Regions from separate parts of the Sus scrofa genome. Here regions 1 and 3 are each linked to region 2. Evidence: chromatin contacts called from public promoter capture Hi-C data. All regions are on one chromosome and are shown on one strand. Each heading gives the region's core, a stretch centred on a gene start, on an enhancer-like site or on the middle of the called end of the contact. The rest is flanking DNA. Distances are from core to core; before and after follow the strand shown. Region 1 holds the start of PRPF39 (pre-mRNA-processing factor 39). Region 2 holds the start of MIS18BP1 (mis18-binding protein 1). Region 3 holds the start of TOGARAM1 (crescerin-1).

Evidence for each region. Promoter capture Hi-C pulls out the DNA fragments that hold promoters and counts their contacts.
Region 1: a contact with region 2 is called in a promoter capture Hi-C map of liver, with 3 times the contacts expected there. The contact joins the promoter of PRPF39 here to the promoter of MIS18BP1 in region 2. A contact is called at or near these places in 2 of 5 promoter capture datasets (fetal liver and liver), 2 of 47 Hi-C or Micro-C datasets (heart right ventricle and skeletal muscle) and 1 of 2 datasets of contacts at active chromatin or transcription factors (alveolar macrophages).
Region 3: a promoter capture Hi-C map of fetal liver shows a contact between it and region 2, with 4 times the contacts expected there. The contact joins the promoter of TOGARAM1 here to the promoter of MIS18BP1 in region 2. A contact is called at or near these places in 2 of 5 promoter capture datasets (fetal liver and liver), 10 of 47 Hi-C or Micro-C datasets (alveolar macrophages, blood, fetal heart ventricle and 4 more) and 2 of 2 datasets of contacts at active chromatin or transcription factors (alveolar macrophages and skeletal muscle).

Annotation. Positions count from the first base shown.
Region 1 is chr1:175,282,085-175,286,654 of Sscrofa11.1, reverse strand. PRPF39 (pre-mRNA-processing factor 39) reads right to left here and starts at 1,436. Exons shown (of 14, transcript XM_001927120.5): 1 at 1,252-1,436.
Region 2 is chr1:175,447,940-175,452,783 of Sscrofa11.1, reverse strand. It overlaps MIS18BP1 (mis18-binding protein 1), which reads left to right and starts at 3,385. Exons shown (of 14, transcript XM_021101228.1): 1 at 3,385-4,586.
Region 3 is chr1:175,195,049-175,199,554 of Sscrofa11.1, reverse strand. TOGARAM1 (crescerin-1) reads right to left here and starts at 1,383. Exons shown (of 22, transcript XR_002346627.1): 1 at 1-1,383. It overlaps KLHL28 (kelch-like protein 28), which reads left to right and starts at 378. Exons shown (of 5, transcript XM_001926290.5): 1 at 378-1,551.

The DNA.
Region 1 (4,570 bases), core at 187-2,686, 160 kb after region 2:
TAGTTCCCTGTGCTACAAGTAGGACTTTTTTTATATATAGTAGTTGTATCTTCTAATCTTTCTCCTGAAAAAAAAGCCATACTTTTTATCATTTGATTTATAAAATTATTTTCCTTATTCAACTATATGCAAGCAAGTAAAAATATTACCAAATATTCTGACACTAAAAAATCCTGCTTTTCAATTCTCACTTACAACATCTCACACCAACTACTAATTAGCCATCTTTGGTAACCCTTAATTATTCCAGAACTTGTCTTCTTTAGTACAACTCCTTTCATTCATTTTCTCTCTACCATAGGCTGAAGAGTGTAAAGTTCCAACTTTTTCAGCTTTAGAATGTGGTTATAAGGGGAGGGGGAGCGGGGTGGGACCTGGCTGTAGTTGCTAGTTTTCAATTCACTTAAGCTTCCAGAGCCCAAAACACTTAAGTTCAAACATGAGTTTCATATTTCCCTGCATGAAACTTCCTTTCTTAAACTTCAACCTTTACAAATGCAAAATAAATAAATAAATAAAATAAATAAATAAAGTATTTTTGATGAAGGATCAGTCGTCAACGTGACGCCCTCAAAGAGAAGGCAAATGAATATTAAACTAAAGATACATTAAGAGCTCTACTACCTATTAACTTAAAGTATTATTTATTAGCCTAAATATGTGATTTTTAGAGCAAGAAAAACACCAGTGTTGGCCTCTGACCGCAAATGATAAACATTTTTCTTCAAGGTTTGGTTTTTCTGCTTCTATCCTATTCCGCCAAAAGCTTTAGGTGATCTTGGGGTGCTGTGACTCAGGGTCCCAAAGTGTGGCTTTCGAAGGCGAAATGCGCCCTAGAGGTACCTAAAAGTTTTGTTAAGACAATCTGTTTCACATTCTCCTATTCCTCTGGACCCCCTCCACTTCCAGTCGTTCCAACCACACTGGTTTCCAGCTCCCGGGAAAGCATGGCCTTTAGACTTAGCTAGACTTAGCCCAAATCGCTCCCTAAATCAGGGTGGAGGCCCACATTTCCCCGCCCGTCGTCAGGTATCCGGCAGGGAAACGTACGGTTTAAGAAACCCCGCACTGCTCCACCCAACAGGTGGGAAGGAAAAGGGAATGGACAGCTGGGCCCCAAGGCCAAGCCAGGCCTCAAACAAGGCGGGAGAGGGAGGCCGCAACCCCAGTGCGGCCTGAAACATGGCAGGCCCATTCCTGCCCCGCGTATCACCTCCTCCGGCCAATTCCAAGGCGCCCGCCCCAGCTGACCTGACGATGGATGCCACTCAATGCCATGAGCCGCTGTCTGGGCCAACCGAGCCGAAGATGGCACTTCCACCGTCTCTGTCCCCACAGACACCGCAGCAGCAGCCGCCACCAGCGCCACAGCCGCTTCGTCTAGTGCGCGGCGCGCATGCGTCGGTGTCCCTGAAGGCAAACGAGTCACGTGGCTGCGCAGCGCGCAAGCCTCGCCTTCAGTGGATCCAAGGGGCGGGCGGCCGGCCGCGCCCCGACCCCGCCCCTCCACCGCGGAGGGCGGGGCTGCTGCTCAGACCTGGTTTTCCCAGCTCTATGTGGACTTCAGAGTAGAAAGAGGTTGTTTAGGGCCTTTCGCACCTCTGATCTTAAGCACAGAGAGCGCCCCGCCCCTCTAAAGAAAAATACTATTATTCTTTTTTGAGCGAACAACTGCCTGGGCTTCACCCCTCTACCTAAAAATGGACAGAAACTCAGCCTTAAACCCCAAATCTCAATGATGTATGGACTCTGTGTCCACTCAGGTTTCCTGAGAAAGGGAAACAATCGCGGAATTAGGGGCATGAGGAACTGATTATTAAAGGGATATGTAAAATTTTTCTCTGAGTGTATGAAGGCTGCATTATTTGGACCATCTTGGCACTCTCCAATTGTACTCCCACCCTCACTTAAAAATTTTTTTTTAATTTTTTTCCCCCAAATCTGGCCTCTCTCATTTTTCCGTTTCAAGGTTCTTGAGATCACCCAACACTTACCAGGCAATCTCTTCTTCAGGATTCAATAGTGTGACAATTGGGCTGCAATTTCCATCTCTGGAATCTGTCTGCTTTAAGAAATATTCCTCTGCAAATTGATAATTCCTGTCTACAACCCAGTTAATCATAAATCCCCTCAACATCACCATTGCTTCCAAAGATCAAAACCAGTCCTAGCGTTCATTTTAATCAAATTACCCTTTCCATTACCTCTTCCACTCTTCAAGTTCTGACAGTGAAGGCATGCTTTTTACTGGTATAACCAGTGACATTTAGATGAGTATTATTGGAAAGAGCAGTTAAGGGAGTGATATATTGGGAAGGCAGGCAGAATTTGCCACAAGCACTGTCATTCAATGACTGAGTGCCCCAGGCTTCACTCCTCTCCTGGTCCCTTTCAGTCTTTCCTGAAGTATTCTCAACTTCATCAGTGAAGAAGATTATCTCTGAGATCCCATCCCTCTAAGCATCATTTTCTGAAAATGCACCTGCTTATTCAACTTCACTCATTGTCAATTTATTGTTTCCCTTTATCTGGTTTTCTATATTTTAACCTTTTAAGCCAGTCTTTTGCTCTCACTCTCCTGCTTAAAAACTTTCACTGCTGTTTCCCCCAACACTTTTAAGAAAAACTTAAACATTTTAGCATTGAAAATACAGTCCTTTCATAATCACACCAGCCTTCTTGCTGGTTTCTGCCTTCCCATAACTTTATAAAAGCCATTGTTCCCTTTAAGTGTCTTTGTCCCTTTTGTGTGTCTAACCCTTCTTCAGTGTGCTTTTTCCTCTATCTACAGTAAAACACAGGTGGAAACTTTTTTAAACTTGGTTTAGCTTTAGTTCACTTTAAAAGAACTTGTATGTCACAATTATAAGCTTTGGGGGAAAAAATATTTATGCCAAATAGTAGTTTACAGTGTGGTGCTCTAAAATACAGTATTAGGGTTCCTGTTGTGGCTCAGCAGAAACGAACCTAACTAGTATCCATGAAGATTTGGGTTCTAACCCTGACCTTGCTCAGTGGGTTAAGGATCCAGCATTGCCTTGAGCTGTGGTGTAGGTTGCAGACACTGTTGGATCTGGTGTTGCTGCGGCTGTGGCTAGGCCAGCAGCTGAAGCTCCAGTTCAAACCCTATCCTGGTAACTTCCACATGCTGCATGTGGGGCCCTTAAAAGCAATAAATAAATAAATAAATAAAAATACAGTATTTAAAGTCAGATGAGGACTTCCCCTTGTGGCTCAGTGCTAATGAACCCTACTAGTAACCATGAGAACGCAGTTTCAATCCCTGGCCCTGATCAGTGGGTTAAAGGATCTGGCGTTGCTATGAGCTGTGTTGTATGTCATGGACATGGCTTGGATCCCACCTTGCTTTGGCTGTGGTGTAGGCTGGCAGTAGCTCTGATTCGACCCCTAGCCTGGGAACTTCCATATGGCATGGGTGTGGCCCCAAAAAGACAAAATAAAAGTCAGATGATCTCAAAACAAAAGGATGGTGCAGATGGGGGAAATTTATTAATGTAATGGATTTCTTCCGTTTGCTTCTCCAAGTCAACTGTCCAACCTACTGCATTCTTCAGAGACTGACCCTTGCTCTCTGGTTTCTTATTGGGTCTGGCCAATAGGGTCCTGGAAGAACAGACTAGAGAAATGAGGTCAGAGTATTTACTCCCCTATCTCCTACCATGCTGGCATTTTGGGCAGCCCTCTCCGTACAATTTTCTTCTTCTAGGTTCCAGGTTTCCCTAACCCATTGTAAATAGTCTCTTACTAACCACTTCTGAAATTACCCTGATGCTGGTATGCTATGTATTTCTTTCTGGGATTGTGACTGGTAAGAGAACAAAAGCTCCTTATGATATCCAGTGTTAATCACTTCATTCTGGGCTATTCAGTAAAAGTTCCTGTTTGATCTTTTCAGAATGTAATATTCAATGAAAAGATGCATAAGTACCGAGTGGTTCATTTAATTTACAGTACATATTTTCTCCAGGAAATGGAATGGGTTTTTTTTGCTTTTTTTTTTTTTTTTTTTTTTTTTTTTTTTTTGTCTTTTTGCCATTTCTTGGGCTGCTCTCACGGCATATGGAGGTTCCCAGGCTAGGGGTCGAATCCGAGCTGTAGCCGCCGGCCTACGCCAGAGACACAGCAACGCAGGATCCGAGCCGCGTCTGCAACCTACACCACAGCTCACGGCAACGCCGGATCCTTAACCCACTGAGCAAGGGCAGGGACCGAACCCACAACCTCATGGTTCCTAGTTGGATTCGTGTTAACCACTGCGCCACAACGGGAACTCCAGGAATGTTAATTTACATTGTAAATAAATCCATCACTAAATAAATTGATGGCTCTTGTATTAGTTCTAAACATTTAGACTTCTATATTTAGTATTCCTTCTTACTGGTTAAAACAAGTAAAAGAAAATTGTGGCTCTAGGAGTTTTAAATCCAAACTCAATATGGATCTGGTTCTTCCCTATTATTACCTGATCTTTGAGATTTTGTAGAAATGGTATTGCCTTAATTCAGTCTTCCTGAAAGTTATTTGGGTCGTTAAGATTGATCCAATTTCT
Region 2 (4,844 bases), core at 2,136-4,635:
AGAAATTTTTCCACAGAAGACATACAAATGGCCAAGAGGTATAGGAAAAGGTGCTCAAAAGTACTAATCCTTAGGGAAATGCCAATCAAAACAATGAGCTACTACTTCACACCTGCTAAAATGGCTGTAATTTGAAAAGACAAGAGGAGTTCCCATTGTGATGCAGGGGTAACGAACCCAACTAGTATCCATGATGATACTAGGGGTTCAACAAAAACAAGAGATAACAAGTATTGACAAGTATGTGGAGAAAGAGGAACTCTTGTGTATTTCTGGTAGGAATGTAAATTGGTGGAGCCACTTTAGAAAACTGTATGGAGACTCCTTAAAAAATTAAAAGCAGAACTACCACATGATCCAGAAACTCCACTGCCTGTTTCTAACTAAAGAAAAAAAGGCTAACTTGAAAAGATATCTGTATCTCCATGTTCACTGTGGCATTATCTGTGGGCTTCAAGGCCTTTCCAACAAGATAGACTCAAAGAGAGTCTCGGGATACCAATGTTGCCAGGATAAAATTACCAATTATTGCTCCTTCCACCCCATTACAACTGTTGCAGAGTTCTCCAGCCTCTCCTGAACAATCCTGCCCACTCCTTCCTGCCTCCTACTAGGAAAGGTATTTGGCCCAGTCCTCGCCTGATCCCCATAAGGGCATTAGAGGTAACCAACCAACAAGTGTAGAGTAAGACCTCCTCTTTCCTTTGACCTTGGGCTATAAAAACAGACATGACACCTGCTCAGAGTCAGCTCTCCCTGATTATCAGGAAGTCTTCCCACTGCAAGAGCAGTTTCTTTTCTCAATAAACTTTTCCTTCTTTCACCCCACTCTAAGTCTGAAAACAATTTTTCCATCCCAAGCACAGACCACAATATCATTTTCAATAGCCAAGACATAAAGCCAACCTTTGTGTCCACTGTGGATAAGTGAATAAACAAAGTGTGAGGTATATATAAAATGGAATATTATTCAGCTGTCAAAGAGAAGGAAATCTTGACATTTGCAACAACATGGCTGGGCTGGAGCACATTATGGTCAGCGAAATAAGTCAGAGAAAGGCAAACACTGTATGATCTCACAATACTGAAATCTTAAAAAAAAAAAAAAAAGGAATTGAACTCATAGATAAAGAGAACAGATTGGTGGTTGCCAGAGGTGTGGGTTGAAGGTGGACAAAAGGAAGAGGTGGTCAAAATGCATAAAATTTCAGTTATAAATAAGTTCTAGATGTGTATTGCACAGCATAATGACTATAGTTAAAAATGTTAAATTATATATTGGAAAGTTGCTAAGATGGTAAATCTTAAAAATTATCATCACAAGAAAAACAAAATTGTACCTATGTGCAGTAACAGATGTTAACTAGACATTGTCTAGATATATATATATACATATATATATCAAATCATTATGTTCTATACTTGAAACTAATACATTGTTATATGTCAACTAAAAAAAAAATTAAGCCTTTGAGGCAAGGCATGTTCTTCCCACCTCCAGCATGATGGATTTCAGGGCCTGCCCATTTCTGGTTTCTGCCCACTGCAGACCTCCTCTGATGGGCTACCTCCATACTCCCTATTGCATTAGCCAATTCTTTGTCAATCTGTATTGCAATCTTTGGTTCCTTCCCTCTGCCCAATTCTGCTTCCTACTCCTTTTTTCTTTCACAAATGGCAGATCTGCATCAAAGCCTAAAGATTTACCAGGCCCAATTCTGCTTCCTACTCCTTTTTTCTTTCACAAATGGCAGATCTGCATTAAAGCCTAAGGATTTACTAGACCCAATTCTTTTTCCTCCCCCTTAAACTTTCACAGGCCATATCTCTCAACAAGTCTCTTGTATTCCGAATTCCATCTTACCATCAGCTTCCTGCAGGAGCCAAACTAATACACCTTCATAGCACTTATTACAATTTGTAATAGTATGTTTATATGTTTATGTGCTTGTATACTGTCTCTATTATACAACAATCTTCTTGACAGTCTTTTCTACTGAAGAATCCTCCTCTTAAAAGCCTGTAAAACCTCCCTGTTGATTCCATTTTCAACCTTCCTCTAAGCCCAGAGAGGACAGTAGTATTTGCACAGTTATGCCTTACACTGGGAACACAGAGTGAAAGGAGACAAAAATCCTAATTCAGGGCTACATGTTACAAGTGTAGGATCTTGCAACTTTGGCATTACTGACATTTTAATCTTGATAATTCTTTAAGAATTATCAATAGCTGCCCTGTGCATTATAGGATGTTTAGCAGCATTTCTATCCTCTACTCAATAGCTACAAGGGCCATCCTTCTCAGTCCTGACATTCATATTTCCAGACATTGCCAAATGTCCTCTAGGGGTGCAAAATTATCCCTGGTTGAGAACCACTGGCCTTGATGAAAGAGTATCTTTTTTCTAATTCCCCCCAAAATGCTATATGGTCAAGTAGTGCCCCTACTGGAACTTACCATGGTGCTGGGAATATTCCTCCAAGCTCAGCAGACTCAGATCCCTTGGTAGCAACTCCCACACAACGATTAGAGGAATCGGCTCCTCCAATATCTGTCTTTTGGACCCTAAGTGGGTCTGTATACATTCCCAAGAGTTACAGACTTAGGACAGATTATTCCAGCTGCCTGACTGTGAATATAAGAAGCTCTCCATCCCCAGCAGATATAAACTTAAACGGTCCATCCGAGGCAGCATATCAATGTCCAACGGACAGATGAACATTGTCCCTTGGCCTGTATGCCTTCTCTCTGTACTTTTTTACCCACAAGCTGTTATCCAGGTTTCCTTAGAAAATTATTTGTCATTCTTATGTAAATTCCTGTTGCAGTTCACTCTGGAGCGCACTAGATCCTAGTTACTTCTCACACGAGAAACAGTTAATTTAAAAAATTAAACTGAGTACCTGCCCTTAATATTTCAAGGTTCCTATTTTGACTGAATGTTGTGAGTCATGTCTATCTCTATCATCAGGAATAGAAAACTTTCACATTTCCATTTCAGATGCTTTGAAATATGAATGCCTGTCTCTTTAAAACCCCTCTATCCCACAGAGTTTATTTCATAGATGTCATTAAACACATATTTTTAAGTCTGGCTTTTCCCACAGATCTGGTGCAAATCCATGTCCAGTCAATTTCCCATTATGCTGCAGAAATAGAAACTTCATTTATCTACATGGATTTTCTTAGGTGGGGAATCGTACATGACCTGCTATGCACCACCTAAACTCTAATCAGACTTAAAATCTAGAAGGCTGATCCCCTGGGGAACAATGAGCTGCCTTGGAGACCAGTTAAAGAGTCATTCATCAGACGATGTTCTTTTACAACTGCCCTCTACCCCCCACCCAAAACCATTACTTACATTCCTAAGGAAACTGCCTCCCCCTAACCCTTGAATACTGACCTAGCCCAAGAACAAACCTGTGCTGAAAATAGAAACTACCCCTTTTCCTACATCACTAACTGCTCCCTAAGCAGCGGAGAACCTGAGCTCTCTCCCGACTCCTGGCCAATCTGTTGGTCCATAAAACTGGCTTGAAGTCTCAGAGCTCCAGCCTACTGTCTCTTCTTTGATTTTTCCGCTCTGACAGATTTGCTTTCCTCGTTCTACCCCCCAACTGGTTTCTTTTTTTTCTTTACTTGCAATCATTTTATGCTTTAAATTTACATTTTGGATTCTGAATATTTGGTGAATACAGGATTTAGTGGATACAGACTTTAGAAGAAGGGCTCGCAACCATCTCTTTAAAAAATTAATTCATTACAGCCATTTCAGTCCAGTCTTATCGGACAGATGCGATACATGATTCTAGGATGCTGAGAACTTTTCTTGGATGAAGCAAAAAATAAACTCTCCTGTCCTAAATGCGTACTTGGTGAGGAGGGGGGCGGAGTTCATGGAAAGAAGGTGCAGGATTGGAGCCAGAAGGGATTTAGGGCTGAAAACACTAGTTACTCCTCTGGCTCCTTTTTCTCTGCCAAGACTGAAACAAGGGGCACTACACAATGCTTCCGGCCGGCAACTGCGGCTTGCTGGGGCGCTGAAGCGGGGGATACACAGTGCTCCGCCGTGGCTACGGCACAGCATCACTGGGTGTGGTCTGATACGGCTCGGTCTAACTGCAACTGTAAGGCAAACCAGGGTAGCCGAGATTAAGGCTTTAGGATTCAGTAAGTTTCTTAAAAACAAAGCAAAACAAAAGAAAATTTCCCGGGGGGAATAGCTCAAACTAAGTATCCCATTGCGAGTATAACTTTGCATTTAGTCCATTGTTTCAAGAACAAAACGCTCCTTCTCGGCCTCAAATACCTGACGGCCTGAGAAAACTAAAGGCTCTTAAACGGATTCGGCAAGCAGTTTTCTTTCAGACGGAAGGGAATGCACAACCAAATTCTATCAGCATTCACGCCAGTAGGGGAGGAAGGTAGCCGGGAAGGACCAAAATTAAAAACCCACAGAAGTGCCAGAGCGCGCAGACGACGTCTGACGTAGTCTTCCTGCCGCAGAGCATTTCGGGAGGAACGGCAGAATGCGGGGTTGGCTCCTTCTCTGAAGAGGAAATTAATTTCGAGGACAGCTAGAGGTGCGTGCCCGGTACCCGTGGCAACTTGGGGTTGCCTACGTTTTGTAGAAAGAGCACTGCCCTCGCGGAGCGGGGACCGCCCCACGTTTTCCTGCGTCCCAGAGAGACGCGTGGTGACGCAATTCCTGAGCGCGCCAATCCCTGGTGCCTGGAGGGCAGGCTCTTAAAATTTGAATTGCCAGATAGTTTTGGTGTTAGGGAACCTCAAGGAGGTGGTGAGCGTCACCTGGTGCTCGGCCGCTGCGGCCGACTTGGGCC
Region 3 (4,506 bases), core at 134-2,633, 250 kb after region 2:
CCTGACTTCCGAAATGTGTCTCCAGGCGGCGATTGTAGTGTCTCCTCAGGGCAGAAGGCAGGCGAGAGATATAGGATTGAAACCTCTCTTGGCCAAGACGCTCCCCAATTTGTTGAAGAGCAGAGAAAGCTGTCTCAGATTCTTCTTCTATTTCCTGACTGCCAAGCTTTCGTGCTAAGGATATTATCACCTCCGTAAGATCTAGGCCGAGCAACAAATCCTCAGGTGTAAGCAAGATAGGGAATAGCAGAGCTGTGGAAGCTCTAAGCCGGGAGTCGGTACTTTCCAGTCCTTGCTGTATCAGCGTTCTCAGCACCTGTCCGGAACTACGTTTCAGACATATGTGTAGGATCTGGAGCGCATCTTTCCGCAAGGCCGGATTCTCTTCTCGTAAGGAAACAACCAGTTGAGGCAGAAGTGCTAAGCTAAAGGCCTCTTCCAGCTGGCCTGCCTCCCCCTGACCCCGAAGAATGTCCAAGAGGAATTGCAAGCAGAGTCGCTTCTCATCACTACCTCCTTCCACCAGCACTCGGCCCAGGGCCCGATACAATGCTTCCTTCCGTCGGGGGAAGCCAAGTCGACAGCCTCGCCGCGGCAAAGCAGCCTGCAAAGCCTGGAAAGCCTCGGAAGGGTCCGGCGCGGTTCGGAGGAGTTGAAGAAGCCGAGTCTCCTCTTCGTCTCCCCCTGACAAACCACCTCCAGACCCAGACCAACTACTTGAGACTGCCTCCGCCGGCATCAAGAGGGCCGAGGCCAGAGGCGAAGGTGTCGGGGAGCAGGAGCCGTGGTCTCCGGCAGCTCCTCGGCAGTAGTTTTTCTCGCCTCTCATGGCGCCCCCACGTAGACTATCATCAGTCTCTGAGGCGGAAGGACGACTGCGGCTCTGAAGGCGAGAGGCACCGAGGGCTGGAAGGGGAGGCAGAGGGTGCAGCGCGGAGGGCGCAGCCGCCATGGAGGGTCGTCAAGTGGAGGCTGGAGGAAACCATCGTCTCCGAAGGGCTCGATGGAGCCCAGCCTTCTTGTTCCTCTCCAAGCCTCAAGCTGCAGAAGAGGAAAAGGAACAGCTTGACCAGCTGCCAAGCTTGACTCTGAGGCTGCCTTCAGCAAAATGGCCCCCGCCGGAGCGCCAGACCCCACAGCTGCCACCGGGCGTAACCAGGGGCACCACGTGACCAAACCGATCGCTTCCATGGTGATGTACCCAGAGCGGACGTCTTAACCCGGAAATTAACCTGCAGTGATGAATGCTGGGTTATGTAGTCTACGTCAGAAATTCGGATTAGGCTGACGTCTTCTGGAAAAGGAAGTGAGAGTGTTGCGAACGTAGCGAACGTAGTGAACGAGTGAACGTAGTGAACGTCTCTGTAGCAGGGAAGGCGAGGAAAGGAGACGGCAGTAAGCGGAAGTGACGCTCTCCTCGCTCCGGGCGGAAGTTCCCCGCCCCACCCGTAGGAATTGAGATTTGACTAGAGGCAAGTGAGGATCTTGCCCGGGCTCCAGTCGTCCACGGCTCCTCCTCCTGTTGCTGCGGGAGTGATTCTTGGGACTCAGGTATTTTCTTTTTGCTGTGCTTCTGCGGTGCAAAGTTTTGCTTGAGTGCTGCTGGTGGTGGAGTAAGATATAAGGAAATGAACGGTAGCAAGCAGGGGGAGAGACGACATCTTCCTGTGCAGGGCTAGTTACCGTTGTAGACGTGTTGCAGTCTACAGCCGTATGTGCGATCCTTTCCTCCTGCCGTCTACTTACCGGGACAGGAGATCTAAATCCGGGCCAAGTTCCGAGCTTACGTACTTTTTTTTCAAAACCTGGTGTTTTGGGCCCTTACTTTCCCTGCGGCCCCCCCCCCCCGCCCTGATTCCTACTTCGCTTACGCTCTGGTCTTGAAGGGTTAATGTTTTGGGTTTGTTTTTTGTCATTTTTCCTTATGCTCATAACTATAAGTTCTCTATTTCATAACCTACTTAGAGCTGAAGATAAATCTATTTTTTTTCTGTAGCTAACCTTGTCTCCTTTATACGTTCTCAAAGTCTAATGCAGTTCCTCTGTGGGGCTCACCCCTTCCCCCTCCCGCTCCCTCCGGCGCTTCAACCTCCCTGCGGGATCCTCCCGCGTCTCTGCAGCCTTTCAGTCTCCTGGAAACGGAGATTGCAAAGACAGTTTCAGTTGCGGTTGAAGTTCTTGGCATCATGGTCCTAAGAGAATTCTGCCCTGTAGATTTAGAGCTGGTAATAGACATTTCTTTGTTTTAGGCAAACAGTGAATTTGGTGAGCATTTTTTCCTTTTAAATAAAACTTAAGCGGACACCGTTGAGGAGCTAGAGTGCCTGATTTGAGGCTGAATTCTTTGTAGTGTGGTAGAATTTTTGGTTTTTGTTTTAGGGAATAATACAGTTGCTTTTGAATGACCCAATGAAAGAAGTCTGTTATTTAAAATCTTAAATTTATGCTTTTAAAATGCAAGTGTTCCTACCCTGTTCTGTAACACACGGGATGTCTCTTAAATACTTTATTCTTAGCGTGCCAAACTACTTTATATATTATGTTGCTGGATAATGAAAGTTCAAAAATAATTTCTGAGTGTTGTTTTAAAGCCAATTTGATTATTATGTTTTGGTTTTTTTTCTTTTGTGAGTAAATGTAAATGAGACTTATGCAAACATGCGTCCATATGTTTTGGTTTAAATTCTTGGTTGTTACTTTAATTTTAATTAGTCATTTTGATATTTAAATAAATTGCCTAAATTTGGTTTGACTAGATATTTCATTAGACCAAAAAATAAAACCAAATTTTTTCTTGTTTTTTTTTGTAAAGGGCAGGGCAGGGGCTGGGGAATGAAACCCGAGAGATGATTTTAGCAGTTGTCAATGAGAAGGAATGTCTAGTTATCATATTTCCAATGTAAGAAGTTCAAATTTATATTTTTACTCATGTATGCTCAGACTTCAGGAACTCAATTCAAACTAAAGTAAAAGAATGATGTGCACATCAGAATGTACACATTAGAATGTCAGTTTATGTTGGAATAGAAGATAACTCTTTCCAGTGATCAGAATTTTCAGGTTGAAAACCCAGTGCACTCTTTCCTGTATCCATGAACTTGGGAAGTTGTGTGGTAATCAAAGAACAAGGAAAAGGAACTTGGAAAGCCCTGAATAATGTTTCATCATCAAAATTATGGTAGAAGCTTAAGAATTACCACTTCTCTCTGTAAATAATACTTTTCAAGGGGCTTGGATACTTAAATCAACTAGTTATATACTTTTCCTTGGAACAAAACAAGATGAGTCTTAATTTTGACACTTTTTCTTGGGGCCCTGTAGATCACTATGTTATAGATTGCAATTTATTTTTATATTTGTTACCTTTCATTTCCTTGATGAAGATTTGGAAGACGCATTAGTCTTCCTGGTGGATATTTAGGAAGTGGGATCTGATAGCATCTCATATCTTACTAATTGTCTTTTAGAGTTATTTTGTGGAAAATAAATCCCATCCATTTAATGTATGTTCTATTAAGATGATGCAGACTTTTATTATTATGCAGACTTGTTGTTTTTTTTGTCTTTTTAGGGCCTCACCTGCGACATTTGGAGGTTTCCAGGCTAGGGGTCAAATTGGGGCTGTAGCTGCTGGCCTACGTCATAGCCACAGCATCGTGGGATCTGAGCTGCATCTGCGACCTACACCACAGCTCACAGCAATGGGCAATGCTGGATCCTTAACCCACTGAGTGAGGCCAGGGATTGAACCCGCATCCTCATGGATACTAATCGGATTCGTTTTCACTGAGGCGTGATGGGACCTCCATGCACAGTGCAGATTTTAAAAAAATCCTATTCTTTTTTTTGTCTTTTTGCCTTTTCTGGGGCCGCTCCCAAGGCATATGGAGGTTCCCAGGCTAGGAGTCTAATTGGAGCTGTAACTGCTGGCCTACGCCAGCCATGGCCACAGCAACTTGGGATCTGAGCCATGTCTGCAACCTATACCACAACTCAGGGCAACACCAGATCCTTAACCCACTGAGCAAGGCCAGGGATCGAACCCCCAACCTCATGATTCCTAGTCGGATTCGTTAACCACTGAGCCACGACGGGAACTCCAAAAAATATTATTCTTGAATTGTATGAACCTAAGGAATTCTAGGAATTTTATATTGACTAGAAAAGTCTTTTACATCTAACCATATATAGAGATAAGAAAAATCAAATTATACTGTTAGGTGTGTTAATAGTACACCTCGGAAAGTTGAAAGGGAGTGATTAAGGATACATTGAAAATAGCAAATTCAGATGAAACAAGTTAAAGTAATCATTTCAAGATGATTTCAAGAAAGCTTAGTTAAATTTACAGGAATGTTTGTGATATAAACCTTAATTTTTGAGCTGAAGTTAAGGTAAATACAGTTACTTAAGACACATCCTGGGCGTTCCCATCGTGGCGCAGTGGTTAACGAATCCGACTACAAACCATGAGGTTGCGGGTTCGGTCCCTGCCCTTGCTCAGTG